Linked DNA regions of Mus musculus: region 1 is linked to region 2. Evidence: chromatin contacts called from public HiChIP or PLAC-seq data. All regions are on one chromosome and are shown on one strand. The core of a region is the stretch at or near the end of the contact, and the rest is flanking DNA. Distances in the headings are between cores, read along the strand shown. Region 1 overlaps Mgme1 (mitochondrial genome maintenance exonuclease 1). Region 2 overlaps Rrbp1 (ribosome binding protein 1).

The links. HiChIP or PLAC-seq counts read pairs in DNA pulled down with a chosen protein or histone mark.
Region 1: a contact with region 2 is called in an H3K27ac HiChIP or PLAC-seq map of microglia, with 7 times the contacts expected there. The contact joins two enhancer-like sites. A contact is called at or near these places in 1 of 39 promoter capture datasets (embryonic stem cells), 13 of 115 datasets of contacts at active chromatin or transcription factors (the NIH/3T3 cell line, bone marrow-derived macrophages, craniofacial prominence and 10 more) and 3 of 9 other capture datasets (adipose tissue, embryonic stem cells and liver).

The regions. Positions count from the first base shown.
Region 1 is chr2:144,276,520-144,281,537 of GRCm38.p6, forward strand. It overlaps Mgme1 (mitochondrial genome maintenance exonuclease 1), which reads left to right. Exons shown (of 5, transcript NM_028984.5): 3 at 1-12; 4 at 2,475-2,607; 5 at 2,962-4,708. The coding sequence ends at 3,123. Among named protein-coding and RNA genes, the nearest start is that of Mgme1, 8.1 kb to the left of the region's middle. Within about 2 kb of position 3,527, at least 47 of the 459 cell types and tissues checked have an H3K27ac peak or open chromatin away from gene starts, as enhancers often do. A contact at or near this core is called in microglia, where this site is marked.
Region 2 is chr2:143,944,812-143,949,716 of GRCm38.p6, forward strand. Rrbp1 (ribosome binding protein 1) reads right to left here. Exons shown (of 24, transcript NM_024281.2): 21 at 4,861-4,905; 22 at 4,459-4,557; 23 at 3,525-3,668; 24 at 2,584-3,118. The coding sequence ends at 3,080. Among named protein-coding and RNA genes, the nearest start is that of Gm33804, 7.2 kb to the left of the region's middle. Within about 2 kb of position 3,435, at least 21 of the 459 cell types and tissues checked have an H3K27ac peak or open chromatin away from gene starts, as enhancers often do. A contact at or near this core is called in microglia, where this site is marked.

The DNA.
Region 1 (5,018 bases), core at 2,277-4,776, 330 kb after region 2:
GGCTGAGTACCGGTAAGTAACCAGGTACATACCCGTGCCTCCTTCAGTCACTGTGGGTGAATGGGTGGGCCAGGATTGTCTATGGGGCTGCTGTCTCTTAACTCCTACTTCAAGATGTGCTTAAGGAATTGTGGCCTTAGCCGGGCATGGTGGCGCATGCCTTTAATCCCAGAACTCGGGAGGCAGAGGCAAGCAGATTTCTGAGTTAGAGGCCAGCCTGGTCTACAGAGTGAGTTCCAGGACAGCCAGGGTTATACAGAGAAACCCTGTCTCGGAAAAAAAAAAAAACAAAAACAAAAAAAGGAATTGTGGCCTCCATCTTTTTAAGGTAAAAAGGGGAGAGCAGGGCAGGAGGTAGGAGAGGCATGAGGCATACCGAGGAAAGCCACCTCCTCTGTGCCAATAGGAAAATCAAACTGGTCAGGGGTATGGCTTATCCTCCAGCCTGTCCCAGGCCCCAATGTGGCTCCTGAACGCTCTTCTCTATTTCCTCTTTAACCACTGTTGTGTTCTTCTGGCTTTCTTCTCCCCCTCCCCCATGCTTTTTTTCCTGTTTTCCCAAAGATTGTACAGTGATCTGTTGGCCCTGAACATCAACTCTCTTCCTGGCTTCCAGGCAGTGGCTGATATGATAAGGACTCTGAACCAGCTAAAACTTCCTATCGCTTCTAAGTTGCTGCTGTTACTGTTTTTCCTAGTCATTGCAGATTCCAAGAGTTGCTGTCATCTGCAGATACTCCATTCCAAATACACCATGAGAGCAATACCAGGATACGAGGGAAAGAGTGTGGAATCTGGGTGACGGTTGAACCTCTGCCTACGTAGTAAGGTTTTAGAGACAACAGTCGCACTGTGTAGCTCTGGCTGTCCTGGAACTCACTACATAGACCAGTCTAGCCTAGAATTTCCAGAGATCCACCTGCCTCTGCCTCCCAAGTGCTGGGACTAAAGGCGTGCGCCCACATGCCCAGCTTCTGAACTTAACTTTTATGGATGCCCATGGATCTGACGTCATTTCTGACCCTGACTTTGTTTACTTAGCATACTCTTTTATTAATCCATGTTGTTCCAAGTAACAGAACTGCCCTCTTTGTTTCTAATTATTTATTTATTTATTAGTTGGTTTTTTTTTTTTTTTTTTAATGGGGTCTCACTACGTAGCCTGGACTAGCCTAGAACTCAACATGTGTATCAGGCTAACCTCAAAGTTATGGAGATATGCTAGCTTCTGCCTCTTCGAGTGTCTGGGTTAAAGGCTTGCACCACCAAACCTGGCCCCACATTCTGATCTTCTAAATATGTATAGTTAGTAGGTATAGTATCACACCAGAATGGATCGAGTGAGGAAGTATCTGTCTATATAGGAACTTTTAGGCAAGGGTCCAGGTTTTCTTACTTCTATGTTTGCATATCACAGGTTCCTACTGATTGAACTCAGCTTTTATGGTGAAGTGCCATAACATGTATCAATCTATAATGAGTTCTTTACTACTGATACATTCTGCTTCCAAAAAATTAACCAAAAACATGTGAGGTGTAATATCAGTTGCTGTTAGTGGTTAAAGGAGTCACAAGGAATAAAGAGAATTATTATTTTAACCAAAAATGTGCTTCCTACTCCTCCTGAATAGCTTCCTGTGTAATAGGATTCTCTGTTGCTGAGCCATGCCCAGTCCCATCTATCCTGGCTTTTCTCTGAAGGCAAGAAGTCACTCTGTAGCACAGGCTGGCTTTGAGCTCATGGTTATTCTCCTGCCTCAACATCATAGCTGTTAGAATTATAGGCATGAAGACCACGCCTGTCATGCTTTTCTAATCCTAAGAAGTAAAGCCTGCTTTGGAAAGTAGAGGATAAAAGCAACAGTCTTCGAGGAACCAAAACCAAAGAACTTAACACAGGAATTAACTTAGTAGTTTTTCTGTTTTATAGGATTTTAAATTACATACATGCATAATCTACCTATTTATTTATTTGTTTGTTTGTTTTGTTTTTTTTAGATTTATTTATAGGTTATATGTAAGTACACTGTAGCTGTCTTCAGACACTCCAGAAGAAGGAATCAGATCTCGTTACGGATGGTTGTGAGCCACCATGTGGTTGCTGGGATTTGAACTCCGGACCTTCAGAAGAGCAGTCGGGTGCTCTTACCCACTGAGCCATCTCACCAGCCCCTTGTTTGTTTGTTTATGTGTTTATTTGGAGTGTGTGAGTGTGTGTGTGTGTGTGTGTGTGTGTGTGTGTGTGTGTGTTTGTGTGTGTACATGTACATATGTGTAGGTTCTCACACCACAGTTTGCAAGTCGAGATTGGAGCACAACCTCGGGAGTTTGCTCTCCTACCGTTTGAGTCCCAGGCACTGTGCTTGGGTCTGTGGGCTTGCCAGCAGGGCGCCTTTACCCATTGAGCCATCTTGGTGGCCTGAGTTTTCAGTTTGAACTGCTACTTACAAAGAATTCCTCTGGATTCTCCTTAGGGGCAAGCTGTGTGTGATTGATTGGAAGACATCAGAAAAACCAAAACCTTTAATTCGAAATACATATGACAACCCGCTGCAAGTTGTGGCGTACATGGGTGCCGTAAACCATGATGCCCACTACAGTTTTCAGGTCAGAACATGAGCTCCTGCGTGATAAGCTGGTTGTGGTGGTTTGGGTTTTACTCGTACTTAAAGCACTGCTTACTGCTGTTCAGCGTTCTCTAACTACAGCGCACTCTCCTCCCCTCCTGGGCTACTGCTGCTGTTTGGTTGGTTTGGGTTTTTGCCTTGCTTTGCTGCTTCGTGAGCACGGTCCATTCTTCAGGGTCTGTCGGCCATCTTTGTGCTCTCCTGTGTCCTGGTGCAGTCTTTAACCGGCCCATCTTAGCAGTGGGTTTGGAGATACTCCTATAGCATGCTTAGCACTGGCTAATTTGCCCTGGCACGAGAGGAAGTGCTGAAGCTGCACTGTGTTTCTCTGTAGGTTCAGTGTGGATTAATTGTGGTGGCCTATAAGGATGGGTCCCCTGCGCACCCTCACTTCATGGATGAAGAGCTCTGTTCCAAGTATTGGGCCAAGTGGCTTCTCCGACTAGAAGAATATACAGAAAAGCAAAAGAACCTGAGCGCTCCAGAGCCAGCGTAGAGGCCCGGGATTGCTTGGCGATGCTGCGCGGCGATCTCTGTTTGGGAGATGCACTGCTGTCCACTGAGTTTCTAAAGAGGAATGCGGGGAACTGAGGGCTACATTAACACAAGCTGAAGGTGTGGTGGGTTGGGATGTACCCACCGAGAAGCCAGAGAGTCTGGAGGTCAGCGCCTGACTCACCAGCTGCACGACCTCTGGCTGTTTCTCACCTGAGAGGAGGACACTGGGATTGGCAGCTGCCCAGGGACTTCTGGGCTCCCTTGCAAACCTCTGTGTCCCTGGCAGGATGCCCAGTCTTTGAATTGAGATCAGAAGGCCAAATGAAGCATCATGTGCCACACATGTCCCTAGAGTTCTCAGGGATGGGAGGGGCCCTGCACCCTCAGGGTATACAGAGAGAGAGAGAGTGAGCAAGCAAGCACGTAGGCATCGCCACCACAGTTTCCTAGAAGGTGTTTTATACACTCTGTGTCATTAGGAAAAACTTATTTCAGCCTAAGGAAGCCTGGCTGCCTAGAGAGCTGGGGCAGGCAATACATCATTGGCTAGGTCCTTTTCCTTACCAGAGAAGCCCCAGCAGCAGGAAGCCTGAGTGTGGAAGTCACCGTCGCTAGGGTTTGGGTATCTATTTCTGGTGTCAGCAGGCCATGGACTACAAAAAATACTGTTGTGGAACTTGTTAACAAAGAGGAACAATGGTAAAACTTTTTTTCTGTGTTTGATAAGTAACAACAAAAAAAAAATCATTGGCTGTTCTTGGGAGACGGTTTTCTGTTTTATAAAGTAAATCTAGTAGCATTAAAATTATAAGTTACACAATCACATTTAGTTTTCATTAGTCTTAAAAAAAAATAAAAGATATTTAACTGATTCCTAGTCTTTCAGTGGACCAGAGTTCTGTTCCCAGTACCCATGTCTGGCAGCTCACATTGTCTATGAGGTCAGTTCCGGGGGACCCAGCACCTCTTCTGGCCTTTTGAGGACTCGTGCACAGACATACATCCACATGAATAGTGAGCTTTTTTTTCTGACTTCTCTCATCTTTATTTATTTTCTCACATGTTACACCCTAACCAGTTTCCCATCCCTCCTCTCCTCCCAGTTCCTCCCCCAGCCTCTCACCTCTTCTCTCCCCCTGGTTCACTCCTCCCCAGTTCCCCTTCAGAAAAGGGCAGGCCTCCCGGGGATATCAACCTAACATGTTATATCAAGTTGCAATAAGACTAGGCACCTCCCTCATATGAAGCAAGCCAGTAGGAGGAAAGGGGTCCCAAAAGCAGGCAAAAGAGTCAGAGACAGCCCCTGCTCCCACTGTTAGGGGTCCCACAAGAGGACCAAGTTACCCAGTCCTAACACAGATGCAGGGACTTAGGTCAAACCGGTTCACGCTGCCTGACTGCCGGTTCTGTCTCACTGAGCCCCTATGAGTCCTGCCTGGTTAGTTGATTCTCTGGGCTTTTTTGTGGTGTTCATGACCCCTATGGCTCCTACAATACTCTCTCCTGCCTCTTCTACAGTATTCTCTGAGCAAAAATGAGCTTATTTAAAAGAAAAGGTAATAAAGCATTTTATTTGTTTTTGTTTAAAGGTGTATTTATAGGGTGATTTCATAGACCTGAAAATTGTTTGGACTTTATCATCATTTGTTTATATATTTCCTGCAGTCCTGGGAATCAAACCCTTGGCACATGCGTTGAGTCTAATCATTGCACTTGGACTTTAAGTCTGAAATTTTACCACTGGCCCAGGAGTTTACTGAGCTCTAAAAATGCGCCAAAGAAGGTGTCCTAGGTGAACTCAACCATAGTTACCTGACAAAGTCACCAGGATATAGATATGTCTACAGGGTTCTCTAGCGGAAGTGAGCCAAGAAAATATAAAAAGATTTACTG
Region 2 (4,905 bases), core at 2,185-4,684:
GTTTCTGGAAAGCAGCCATGACTTGGATAGTCATGGTCTTACTACAGAGCTGCCTAGGTCCCTGGCAGCTTCATCTCTGTAGCCCATTGGAGAATGAACCCGCCAAGGATTTAGAACCATTTTGAAATAATACAGTTTGGGCTGCCACTGGAAGAAGGGACACTCTGTGTGACAGGATGTTCAGGGGAGCCAGGGTTCCTGGGACATGGTAGGGCAGCTGACCAGGGTACCTGGAAAGCTCCTGGCTAGTCCTTCCGTAGCCAGCACGGAGGGAAAGCAGTTCTAACTAGGCAGCTTGACTTGTAACAAGCTCAGGTGTCATGACTCTGGCCCTGCTTCTGTGCTATGTTCCTGCCTTTATCCTCAATCTGAAGGTTGGGTTTTGTTTAGTGCAGTGGATAAGATGTCCAAGGGATGGGAAGGCATTTGCGGAGGATGTCTTTGCCTCTTGCCTACTTGGGTAAGTTGTCTGTTGTTCCTGCCCTTATTACACTGCTTCCTTGTCCAGGTGGGCCCCATGAGGCTGCCTACAAGCCAGCATCCTGCCATGAGAGATGATCAGAGGAGCACACTTATCACAGCAGTGGGCTGCACAGTAGAGCTTCCCGCTTGGTTGGTGGTATGGGCTGTATGACATTGGCCATCAAGGGCAGCTCTGGTGTGGGATGTTCTAAAGGGAAGCTTTTGGTAGCCCTGGTGTTAAAGGAAGTAGGGCAGTCCTAGAGAGTGGTATCTTCTCAAGAGATACTTGTTCCCACCTCCTCTGTCAAGTGACTAGAAGCTGGGACTGCTTGAGCACTTCTTTAGTTTTGGTAGACTAGGCGCTGTGAGGGCACGGCCCCTGTGCTATCTGCCATATTGAACAAGGTGGTAGCAATGGCTGCACCTACTAACCTCTCCCTCTGCACAAGGCCAATGCTCAGAGTGAGTTGCTTTTCGCTACTTAAGAGACCTGTATATAGAAGCAACCTTGTTTAGGAACAGCTGGGGCTAGCTGAGGCAAGATCCAGTACACTACCGTAGCAGTTACTACCCTGGGCAAACTCAAGCTCCCTCTGCTGGCCAGGGAGGTGCTGCTGCTGGGCAGGTTTCGAGGACTGGTGGGACCTTTGAGCCAAAGATGCTTAAGTAGTGTGCATAAGGTGCTAGGCCAGCCTCCTACAGGCTGTAACTGGTAAACATGGCTCCCACCGGTGGCCTGAGGAGAGTAGGTGACAAGTAGAAGCCATGGCATCTTGGCACACCGATTCTGAAGCTTGGTAAGGTAACCTTGGTATCTTGCCACCTTTACTCAGTAGTGCCCCACTCCTGTGCCATCAGAGGCCATCGCCCTGGGCATGGGTGCTGTTAACACCCTCCCCCACTCCTGTGCCTAAGACCATCAGAAAACAATGTTTACATAATGATTTATAACTACCAAATTACAGTTATGAAGTAGCAATGAAGGTTGATGGTTTTAGGGGTACCACAGCATGAACTGTCTATAGGAAGAGTGAGAACTGACTTAAGAGTTCCTGTGATTAAGGCACAGAGCTGGAGCCACACACCATGTATTCCTGTTATTTCTACTCAGTCTCCCAGTAGGAAACCGTGGGGCTTAAGGCTCAAGAGTTTCAGAGGCCCCTCTCCCCCTTGGCCTCTTTGAAGGTTTTGTATTCCTTGCTTAAAAACTGTCTCCTACTGCCATGCCACATGACCTGATATCATCTCAGCCTTTCCTTCTCTTTCCCACCTACCCTTCCTCCGGCACCTTGTTAACACACAGCAGAGCCATGTCTTAGTTCATAGGTGCTTCCCAAGCTGGGGCCAGAGTGCTTGGCCATGTGGTCTCTGGTAGTGTCAAAACCTTGGTTTATGTTCTGTGGTGTGAGGAGACATTTCCCAAGATTCCTGTGACAGCAGGAGTGCCACCTACCACCCCAGGTTGCTCTGTAATGCAGAGCAGTGTGGAAATCTCACCTTCCAGTCCCCCTTACCCCATAGGATGTATAGTGGCATCCAAGGGTCAGATGTCCCTTGCCAAGTTCAGCCAGTCAGATTTGTTAGGATTTAGAGGATAACAGGTTAGGTGGGGGACCTATTGCCTGGTAGAAGTTTAACAAGACTAGATGAAGCCTGGCACAGGAACCAGGAACTGCTCAGGGCCACTTGCTGGTGGCTCACACCCTACTGTGACGACTTTATACATAAACTCCATGTTTTCTCTGTGCAAGCCCATATACCACTTGAACAAGACTCCCCTAGGTCGGGTTATTGGGCCACCAAGAGCTCATAGTTCTGAGGTCACAGGAAGTCTAGAGTGGCTTCTACCTGAGAACAGTTGCCCTGCACCCCCCACCCTCAACCCCCCACCCCCGGCATAGTTATGTATCCAGGTCCCTGCTATGCCTGGGGAACTCTGTAATTTAGGAAATGACTGGGGGGGGGGGGTAGCCAGGAAGCAGGGGACTCCAAGCCTTCAGATTCTGTGCAGGGTCCCAGCCTTCAGAAAACCTCATGTCTCGAGGGACAGCTATTCTTGGCTTTCCTCAGGCTCAGTAGCTAGATGGGAGAGGTCTCGCAGAAGATCAGACAGAACCCCAGTGCCGGGCAACACGTTGGTTTTAATGGCATTGACATCCAGGCAGTCACATGTCAGTTCTGCTTGGCAACTTCCAGGGGTGATGGGCTGCAGCCTTGCTGGGCTGGGCTGAGGCCCTCCAGTCTGCTCAGCAGCCTCTGAGAACTCACCACCTGGCCTGTTGCTTCCCAACCTGGCCCCACTGAGAAATACAGACAATTGCACTGATTGACATAAACCCCGAGAGTCCTGGACTCCCAGCACACCCTGGTCTGTCAGCGTTGAGGAGGGCTTTGGCGTCTGCTCGAGGTGGTCCAGGGCTGCTCCCGGGAATAGTGTTTATCAAGTGTGACAAAGGTTCTCTTACAGACTGGGGTTCCGCAAGCTTTATTCTGTGGTTCTGAGACTTGTCTCCAATGGCTTCACTGGAAGTTGGGCCTGGATAACGCTGTGTTGGTTGGTTTATTTGTAAGGAATGTGTAAGGCATTTTGGTAAGTTGAACAGTTTGCCGAGGAGACTCAGACAGAGGTTCCCTCCTTTGAGCTGCTACCATCCTCCTGCAAACAAAGTAGACATGTAAAGGAACGACCTGGATGGGAGTCAAGGCACCCCCTCCACTTCCCTGTGCCAGGACTGACTCATAAGGCCTCAGAGAAGCTCCAATAAGCACCTTCAGGCTTCGGAGGCCCAGAGGTGACTCCAGGGGCTGGGGGTGCATGCACAGGAACTGGGGTGACCCTATGATGAGAGGAACCTAAGGCCCTGAGTGTAGCTGAGAATGTGGTTTTGCAGGCAAGGGACTCCACACAGGCTGCAGGGTCAGGACAAGCCAGCAGTGCACATGTCAGTTCCTCTTATATATAGTTCTCTATCCCCAGTGTCCTGCTTCCCTGGGGCCCCTAGACAGCAAAGCACTGGAGGCCTGGCGCTCGCCCTGCAGCCCAGCCTGCACTGAGCACTCACTGCTTTTCCCAGTTGTTCTTGTAACTTCTTCACTGTGTCCTTCTCTTTCGTCAGCTGCTCCTGGGTTGTCTTCAACAGCTCCTGAAGTTTGATGGCAGCACGGCCCAGGTCACTTGTTAACCTCTTCTCTTTTTCTAGTCTCTCCTGTGGGCCAGAAGGTTCAAGCAGTCAGCTCTCAGATGATATAACAGGAGGAAGAGCTAGCTCTAATGACTTCATGAATACAGAGAGCTATCTGGTTACTTAGTGCTGTCTGGGAGAAAGCCTTTGTTGTTGACAGTTCTGCCTGTGTTCTGTCAGCTTCTGCTACGCTTGGACAGCTTCCCGGCCTTACTGTCCACCGTGCACTGCCTAGTGTGAAGGCCACTACATGTGTAGCTGAACCAGGACTTCAGGCTTACATTTAAATGACACTAACTTGTAACTGAGATATGACTTAGTTCTTTCTGGCCAAGGGCCTTCCACTAGGTGTGGCAAGGGAAGCCAATACCTGAGCTGTTCCCTCAGGATCAGCCCCTCTCCCAGAACAAGAATGACTGACTGGTGGTTTGAATAAGAATGGCCTCTACAGGCTCATATATTTGAATACTTAATCATCAGAGAGTAGCACTATTTGAGAAGAATTAGGAGGTGTGGTTTATTGGAATAGGTGTATCTCTGGGAGTAGGATATGAGCTTTCAAACCCCATGCAAAGTCTACTTTTTTGACCCATGGATCAGGATGTAGCTCTCAGCTCCTGCTCTAGTACCATGGATATTGCTATAATGAGGAATGGACTTCTGGACCTGTAAGCAGGCCCTCAATTAAATGCTTTCCTTTATCAGAGTTGTCTTGGTCATGGTGTCTCTTCACAGTAATAGACTAGTGACTAAGACAGTGACCAAAGTCTAGAAGACCTTCAAGTCCAAACTGTACCCCAACTCCATCCTCTACCTTCAGCTGTGTAATCTCTTCTTTTCCTGACGACTCCAGGGGGCCAGCAGCACGGAGTTTCTCCAGCTCTTCTTGTATCCGACACGCTGTGCGTTGAGCCTTGTCAGAGAGGGGACACATCTGGGTGAGTTGCCTAGCAGTCAAACCTGACTAAATTCACTGGGTTGGGGGAGGGGGAGGGCCATCCCCAGCCTAAGACAAAAGCTCATATTGATTCACATGGGCAAGAAGCTTGGAGATAACCCACTCGCACCCAGGCCTTCAGGACCTCCCAAAGATGCAGAAACCTACAAGGCTCCTGGGGCAGAGTCAGGTGCCTGGTGGGAAAGTTGGGAAGGACAGAGATGATGCCCAAGCTCTCAAGACGCTTGTAGGAGCTGGGGCCACTAGGCAGAACCTAACCTCCTCAAACTCAGCTGTGAGCTTCTGCCGCCGTGTCTGCTCAGC